Linked DNA regions of Mus musculus: region 2 is linked to region 1. The links are chromatin contacts, called in public HiChIP or PLAC-seq maps. All regions are on one chromosome and are shown on one strand. The core of a region is the stretch at or near the end of the contact, and the rest is flanking DNA. Distances in the headings are between cores, read along the strand shown. Region 1 has its middle 3.3 kb from the start of Mir5124a. Region 2 overlaps Sycp2l (synaptonemal complex protein 2-like).

What was found. HiChIP or PLAC-seq counts read pairs in DNA pulled down with a chosen protein or histone mark.
Region 2: a contact with region 1 is called in an H3K27ac HiChIP or PLAC-seq map of embryonic stem cells, with 5 read pairs. The contact joins two enhancer-like sites. A contact is called at or near these places in 2 of 39 promoter capture datasets (hippocampal neurons and liver), 3 of 484 Hi-C or Micro-C datasets (all in embryonic stem cells) and 5 of 115 datasets of contacts at active chromatin or transcription factors (all in embryonic stem cells).

What each region holds. Positions count from the first base shown.
Region 1 is chr13:40,867,136-40,870,951 of GRCm38.p6, reverse strand. It overlaps a transcript of Gcnt2 not described here. Among named protein-coding and RNA genes, the nearest start is that of Mir5124a, 3.3 kb to the right of the region's middle. Within about 2 kb of position 1,766, at least 134 of the 459 cell types and tissues checked have an H3K27ac peak or open chromatin away from gene starts, as enhancers often do. A contact at or near this core is called in embryonic stem cells, where this site is marked.
Region 2 is chr13:41,143,451-41,147,266 of GRCm38.p6, reverse strand. Sycp2l (synaptonemal complex protein 2-like) reads right to left here. Exons shown (of 29, transcript NM_001324525.1): 14 at 3,674-3,816; 15 at 1,148-1,241; 16 at 594-712. Among named protein-coding and RNA genes, the nearest start is that of Sycp2l, 31 kb to the right of the region's middle. Within about 2 kb of position 1,631, at least 6 of the 459 cell types and tissues checked have an H3K27ac peak or open chromatin away from gene starts, as enhancers often do. A contact at or near this core is called in embryonic stem cells, where this site is marked.

The DNA of each region.
Region 1 (3,816 bases), core at 517-3,016:
AGCTCCAACATGGATGAACATAAAACCACGCCTGGGTGACAGGGCTCCCACTCAAAGGCGCCCCAGCTGTATGCTTCCATTCACACACAACTCTCAGAAGATGAGATCCAACACGGGGACTGGGATGGGAAGTGTCTGTCAGAGGGTCGGATTACAAGTGGGAACCATTATACCTGACTAGGTTTCCTTTGGAGGGGGCTTTATTCTGTTTTCAGGAAGGGCCACCCTAAGTAGCCCTGGCTGGCTTGAAACTCACTAGGCAGACCAGGCTAGCCTCGAGTTCATGGTGATTCTCTGGCAACACAGAAGTCACAGAGGCAGAAAATCCTTGTATCTAAGGGAGCCCTAAACCACTGCCCTGCAGGGAGGAGCAGTAAAGAGTGAGGAGTTGGGTGGGGGGTGGGGGTGGGGAGATGGGGAGGGGTGGAGGGGACAAGCTCATTTGGGCTCAGTTCTCAGTACAGAATAGTTAATAATTCTAATAATAATAGTAATAATTATAATAATAATAATTGCCCTTTTTTTCCAAAGCAAAGAAGGACTAAGTGTAGAGCTGGCAGAGTGGTTTCTCTGGGAACAGCAGTTACTCAGGATTTCAAGTTGGAGCCAAACTACCCACTTGGACTACATTTTCTGGATATTTTAAATCGAAGCCTCCCTCACAGGGCCAAAATCACTCAGGCAAATTCCAGCAATGCTTTTTTTTTTTTTTTCCCCATCCTCCCCACTTTCCTAGACAGGAACGAAAAGCACATAACTTCACTCTTCAGATCCATGAAGAGGGTCGTTTGCCCTGAGCGGTCTGATGATGACTGAGAAGTCCCATGGGTCACCCACACTCCCAGGAGTGTTTTCTGAATGGTATCACACAGGTAGCAAAGGGCACACCCTTAGAAGAAGCCCGTGGGGGGCGAGGGCATGGGAAGATAGGACTCATTCCTATTTAAAAAACAAAACAAAACAAAACAAAACAAAAAACAAACAAACAAACAAAAAACCCACTTGGGCCAGAACTGAAAAATCCATTAGATAAACTTTCTGCAAGAAAAGGGAAAAAGCTGGGCAGTGGTGGCGCACACTTGGGAGGCAGAGGCAGGTGGATTTCTGAGTTCGAGGCCAGCCTGGTCTACAAAGTGAGTTCCAGGACAGCCAGGACTATACAGAGAAACCCTGTCTTGAAAAAAAAAAAAAAAAGAAAAGAAAAAACAAAACAAAACAAAACAAAAAAAAGGGAAAAAAATACGTCTGTAGACAATATTTCTAAGATGAAAGTAACAGTTCAATTGTCTCTGGGTGCCCGTGGAGCTCTGCATCCCTCTTGTAGTTACCAGAGTCAGCAGATTCTCAGATCCCTTCTATACCTTGGCATAGTAACCCACCCAGAGCCTAAACATCCTTTGCAGACTTTAAACCAGTTCCAGACGATTTTAAATACCTAATACAGTGTAAAAGCAGTGTAAGGTGTTTATATGATTGTACCGTACCGTGTGGGCCCTAGACTCTAGGGAGTACTAAGAAGGAAAGGCCAGGAGGCTGTTTCTCTGCTGTTGCCTGGTTTCCACCTGAGATTAGTTGAATTGTTTGGGCTGCAAAGCAAGCCTGCCCAGAGGAGTGATGGATCTCCTCCACCCTAATCATGTTCCTCATTCCACAAGCTTTTGGTACCGGTCGGGCTGAGGAGGTTAGAACAAAGTGTAGAAGTGTGGTCGCAGCCATTCAGTTTACGGCCCTCACATCCGGTGTGGGCAGGCCACACAGGAACCTATTGTAGGAGGAACTGAGATAGATTTACACAATGGAATGGAGGTGTCAAGAGGAGGGGGGAGGCGGCACAAGGAGGCGAGGGGGCGAGGCAGGGCGGGGCGGGGCGGGGGCTGGTTCTGGGAACAGAGAAAGGAATGGAGAGGTGACTCTGGCTGACTTTCAAGGGCAGCTGGTTGGAATGAACAGCAAAGATAAAGAGCATTCCTTAAAGGGAGAACCGAATGAACAAGGGTGTGGCAAACGGGTAAGAGTTTGTCTCTGGGAAGCAGAGAGAGGCTTTGCCCAGCTCCCAAAGTGCTTGCTACTCCTGGAGAGAAAAAAACAAAACAAAAACAAAAAACCAAGACCAGACGCCTGTGTCACCCCAGTGACCACATTCCCCTTCCTAATCACGAACTTAACCTAACGCCTCCATACCAAACATGTGTGCGCATTGTTTTTTCCTTAATCTTACCAAGAAGTTTTCGAATAGCAATATGAAACTCTCAAGAGCCAACAGTAAGAAATCCATGCTTGCCAGGCCGTGGTGGCCCACGCCTTTAATCCCGGTATTCTGGAGGCAGGGGTAGGCAGATCTCTTGAGTTAGAGGCCAGACAGGTTTACCGAACAAGTTCTTGAACAGCCAGAGCCACACAGAGAAACCCTGCCTCAACAAAACAAAACAAAACAAAACAAAACAAAACAAAACAAAACAACAATAAAAACTAAACAACAATGAAGAAGAAAGAGAAAAGAGAAAAAAAATCCATGTCTGCCCCCCTTTCTCTCTTAGCATCAAATGAGTTCCTACAACCGGCCAGGGTCAGTTTGGATACTGTTTAACCCTTCTTCTATCAGCCTTACAAAGAGATATTTCATCCTCAGAATCTGAGAAAGGGATTAAGCTCAGAGAAACTAAGTATCTTGCTTGAAGATCAACAGACTCTTAATGGTAGAGGCAGGCTTTAAGCCATTGTTATTGTGTAGCTCAGTGGTAGAGCAGTTGCCTGGCATGTGTGAGAACTGTGTGTCACTTTCAGCAGTACAACAGTGGTGGTGGTGATGATGGTGGTGGTGGTGGTAGTGATGATATGCCACCAATAAGTACCATCTAACTGGACAGAGTAAGCAGATGTGTAGGTTGTCTATGGAACCCACTCCATAGTCCTCATAAAGTCTAAAATGCATTTCAATTGGCAGCAGTGGCTCTGGTCCCTAACTCTCAGTTTCTTCCTTTTCTTCCATGTATTTTTTTAAGTTAATTTTTTGTAAAAAAATTAATCCATTTAGTATGTCTATATAGGTGGATCCTGGGAATTGAACTCAGGTCAACAGGTTTGGTGGTGTGTGCCTTTCCCCACTAAGCCATGTTGTTCGGTCTTCCAGCCTACCTACTTTCTTTCTTTCTTTCTTTCTTTCTTTCTTTCTTTCTTTCTTTCTTTCTTTCTTTCTTTTTTCTTTCTTTCTTTCTTTCTTTCTCTTTCTTCTTCTTCTTCTTCTTCTTCTTCTTCTTCTTCTTCTTCTTCTTCCTTCCTCCTTTCCTCCCTTTTCTTCTCCCTCCTCCTCCTCCTCCTCCTCCTCCTCCTCCTCCTCCTCCTCCTTCTTCTTCTACTTTTTATAAATCTTTTTAAGATTTTATTTATTATTATATGTAAGTACACTGTAGCTATCTTCAGACACACCAGAAGAGGAGGTCAGATCTCATTACGGATGGTTGTGAGCCACCATGTGGTTGCTGGGAATTGAACTCAGGACCCTCTGGAAGAGCAGTCTGTGCTCTTAACCACTGAGCCATCTCTCCAGCACCCAGTCTACTTTCAGTCTCTTCATGATAATATTAAGATAGGTCACTGAGGGAAGAAATGCTTGGTTTAAAAGAAAGAAGGAAGCCAGGCAGTGGTGGCTCACACCTTTAATCCCAGCACTTGGGAGGCAGAGGCAGGCAGATTTCTGAGTTCGAGGCCAGCCTGGTCTACAGAGTGAGTTCCAGGACAGCCAGGGCTACACAGAGAAACCCTGTCTTGAAAAACAGAAAGAAAGAAAGAAGGAGGAAGAGAGGGGGGAGGGAGGAA
Region 2 (3,816 bases), core at 382-2,881, 280 kb before region 1:
AATACTGATAGAACCTAGTGGGGAAACCCCCACTCAACTCCCGATTCGGCGTGCACCCAAGAATCATGAACTGACTACCATCTTGATATAATTACATGAGGACGTTTAATTACGGAGCTCCGGACCAACATGTATCCCACACAGGAGATAACGGATGTCAGCCACGAGGCTCGAAAGCCAGGGGTTTTTATGGGGTAAGGGGCTTAGGGGTGTGGAATCCAGCATAGCAACACACTATTGGCTTATTCAAACATTAACAGAAAGAACACAGGGCATTAGGACTTTGTTCCTGTGGGCTGGGGGCTTATCTTTGTTCACATAGCAACCAGTTGATGTATGACTTTACCCGGCACCAAGGGGCAATAGACAGAGGGGAGGTTCTGGCCAGATGGTGTTGACTTAGATAATATAGCCCTGCTGGTCCTTGCATACCTTTTTATCTTTACAGTCAAGATGTTCTTAGGAATGCCTTAACAACAATCCTGCCCTGGCATGCCTGGGGGCTGTTCTGCTTTGTTCTCAGTCTCAGGCCAGGGCAGTGGGCTCCTAAACAACTTACAAGTTACAATATTTTATCTTCCTTCAATACCAACCTCCAGGCTCCCTTTACTCACACCAGGCACCGTCTGGACATTAAAGCAGCGAGTTATTAAGCATCGGTCAGCTTCAGCATCCACGAGCTCTGGCAGGAGTGTGGATTCTTCCGCATCCTCTATATTCAGTAAGAAAGGAACAAAACCCAGTAACCTCCATGAGCCAAGCGGGCATTGTGTCCTTACTCTCCAAGCAAACATGGCTCTAGTACACCGCCACCTAGTGGTAAGAGCTGGTAGTGAGGTTGTGCCTCGACTCTCAAATCCAAAGCTAAGCACTTGAAATTGAAATTCAAGAGAAGCTGCCTTGTTCCAGTAGGGATGGGCATTGACGAATTGCATCTCCTGACAACCCCCAGCCTCTGTTCTTCTTGGCCGCTTCCAGATGTCCCAAAGAGGGACATCGGCAGAATGAGAAGGAGCTTCAAGGTTATGATCAGGTCTTCATAGGATGCTATTAGGTGACCAGCTCAGGGTGTGAAAGACTTCTTCCAAGGCATCCCCATGCTTCTACAGAGAAGTTAGAGTCAGAATTCTGCCACATCCCTGCATACCTGCTTCTCTTTCACAGCGACCAGGAATCTCACCATCTTCTTTTTCAAGGCCAGAGAAGAGTTTTACCAAAACAGAAGTCTGAAATGAGGGGGCCTTTAAAACAAAACAAAACAAAAAAACAGTTCTAAAACTGACCCCACAGCGAGTTGATTAGAGGAGCTGTGTATCTGCTACATTCTTTTGCATGTTACCCCCTCCCCCAACTACCACCTTCTAGAATCAGCTCTGTTTGTTCAGCCACTCTCCCGTGGTCTTTTGTCAACTGTCATGGCGTGAATGCACTCTTCAATCTTTGCATCTTAGAAACCATACCCACAGTTCAGTAGCTGTGAGAGCTGGGGTGTTTTTTTTTTTTTTTTGGTGCGGGGAGGTGCTGTAAGACTGCTTCTGAGTCGAGGCATTCAGAGGCTGGGTGTAGCCTCCCCTAGCCTTGAGTAGGCTGGCTTTGACCTTGCTGCCACTGAGAATGAGACCACCTGGGGTGGAACTTTCCAACTTAGATGGCTCTATTGTTTTGTCACCTGCCCCTGCTCTTCTCCAAGACACTGCTTACTGCTGAGAGGCCGGGGAGATATTCCAGAGACAGCATCCAGCAGACAGCATCCAGCAGATCCACCTATAGGCTGGCAACAGGCACCAAGAATGAATTGGCGGGGATTGGGCCTCCTCCCTTTATAAGCACAGACTCTTAGTAAACTTGGGGGCCTTGAACAGAAACATGTCTTGGCCTCCATTATTTCTCTCTCTGTTTCCTTCCATACAGCTCTGGCCTCCCACTCAGAAACCCAGTTAGTGTGGCCACAGGCAGCTACAGCTGGCCAGATGTCAGGACAAGGTCAAAGGAGACTCCAGCCTCCAGAGCTAAATAGACTCTGTTTCTTTATCAGTGACCTAGCCTGTTGATGACCTATAACAAAATATGGAGGAAGAGGGGGGAAGGAGGAGGATGGAGGAAGAGGGAGGGGAGGGAAGGGAGATGGGGAGGAGGCAAGGGGGAGGCAAGGAGAGAGGGAAGGAGAAGGGGAGGAGAAGAGGACGAGAAAGGGAGGGGAGGAGGAGGGGAGGAGAGGATGAAGGGGAGGGGGAAAGGGGAAGAAAGAAAGAAAGAAAGAAGAAAGAGAAGAAAAGAAAGAAAAAAGAGAAAAGAGAAAAGAAAAGAAAAAAAAACCTGGCATCCAGATTCTTCCAGTTTAAGTTGCTCTAAGGCCTGGAGTGACTTTACATTTACACTTCCCTGGCATGTGGCTCTCTCAATGTGAGTCTGCAGTGAGTGCCCACTAAGGAGTCTCCAATCCCCACCCTTTTCTTACAGGAGCTTCCTACTCCAGGAGTTGTGGCTTCCTCTGGTGTAGACTCCAGTCCTCCACACCAAAGACATCTCATTCAGTTTGGGGATGTGGGAATGTGCTGATTCAATGATCCTCGTAAGTAAAGGCCAACTGAGCACACATGGGGCCATTTTGTCAAGTGACATTACAGAAAAGCCTTCTTCCTAAGTTGTCCATACGCCCTCCTCTCTCATCCTCCTTGTAGGACCTTGAGAACTAGTAGATCTGTAGAACACCTTATCATCTATAAGATGCTTAAAATAGAACTCAAAACAAACGAAAGGAGCCAGCCAAGACTCTCTCCTGCACCTTGCTCCTTCCCTTCCTCTGGCCTTTCCATTCAGTCTCTTTGACTGTTGTTGGATGTCCTTTTACCACAAATCTCTGCCTTGCCTATTGTCTGTGATGAAAACGCACCCCTGTGCATGTATAGGAAGAAGTGGGGTCAAGTGGGGAGACCGCAGAATCCCAAGGCAGGTGTAGGGCATTTCTACAAGGAAAGACCAGTTACAGAGTTGAGAACCTCCCTGCTGGTTCCGCCCAGAATCAGGAAGAAAGGTCAAGAAGTCTGCCGTCTCCATGGGAGTATGAACATGGGAGTATGGGAAGGAAGTAATAATACCTCATATACAAGCTGCACTGTCCACAGTACATGCAAGAAAGCCTTTCAAGGCAGAAAGGACTTTTGTGCCCTATGTATTGAAGATAATGGACCCATGAAGAGATCAGATTGAACCTAGAACTCTCAAGTCTTCTGCTTGACCAAAGGATACATCAAAACCCAAGAGACTGAAAATATATTTTCAAACAATCAAAGAAAATGAAGCCAGGCATGGTAGCACAGGCCTTTAATCCCAGAACTTTCGAGGCAGAGGCAAGTGGATCTCTGTGTTCAAGGCCAGCCTGGTCTACATAGTGAGTTCCAGGGCTATAGAGAGAATCCCTGTTTAGAAAAAGGAAGGAAGGAACGAACAAACTAGGGTAAGAGAAAAAGGGAGAGAGGGAATGAGGAGAGAAGGGGAGAGATAGATGATGGGTGGGTGGGTGAGTGGGTGGGTGGGTGGATAGGTAAGTAGGTAGGTAGGTAGGTAGATAGGTAGGTAGGTAGATAGATAGATAGATAGATAGATAGATAGATAGATAGATAGATAGATAGATAGATAGATAGATAGATAGATAGATAGATAGATATGCCACCTGTTTGTCTTCTCCCAAAGCTTGAATGGAAGCTTGTAAAATGCCAAGTTGCCTATCGAAGTGGATTTCTATTTTCTTTGCTTCTCTCTTGCTGATAACAATCGGCTGCTTCAGGTAAACGATGAACATCTTTATCCTATCAT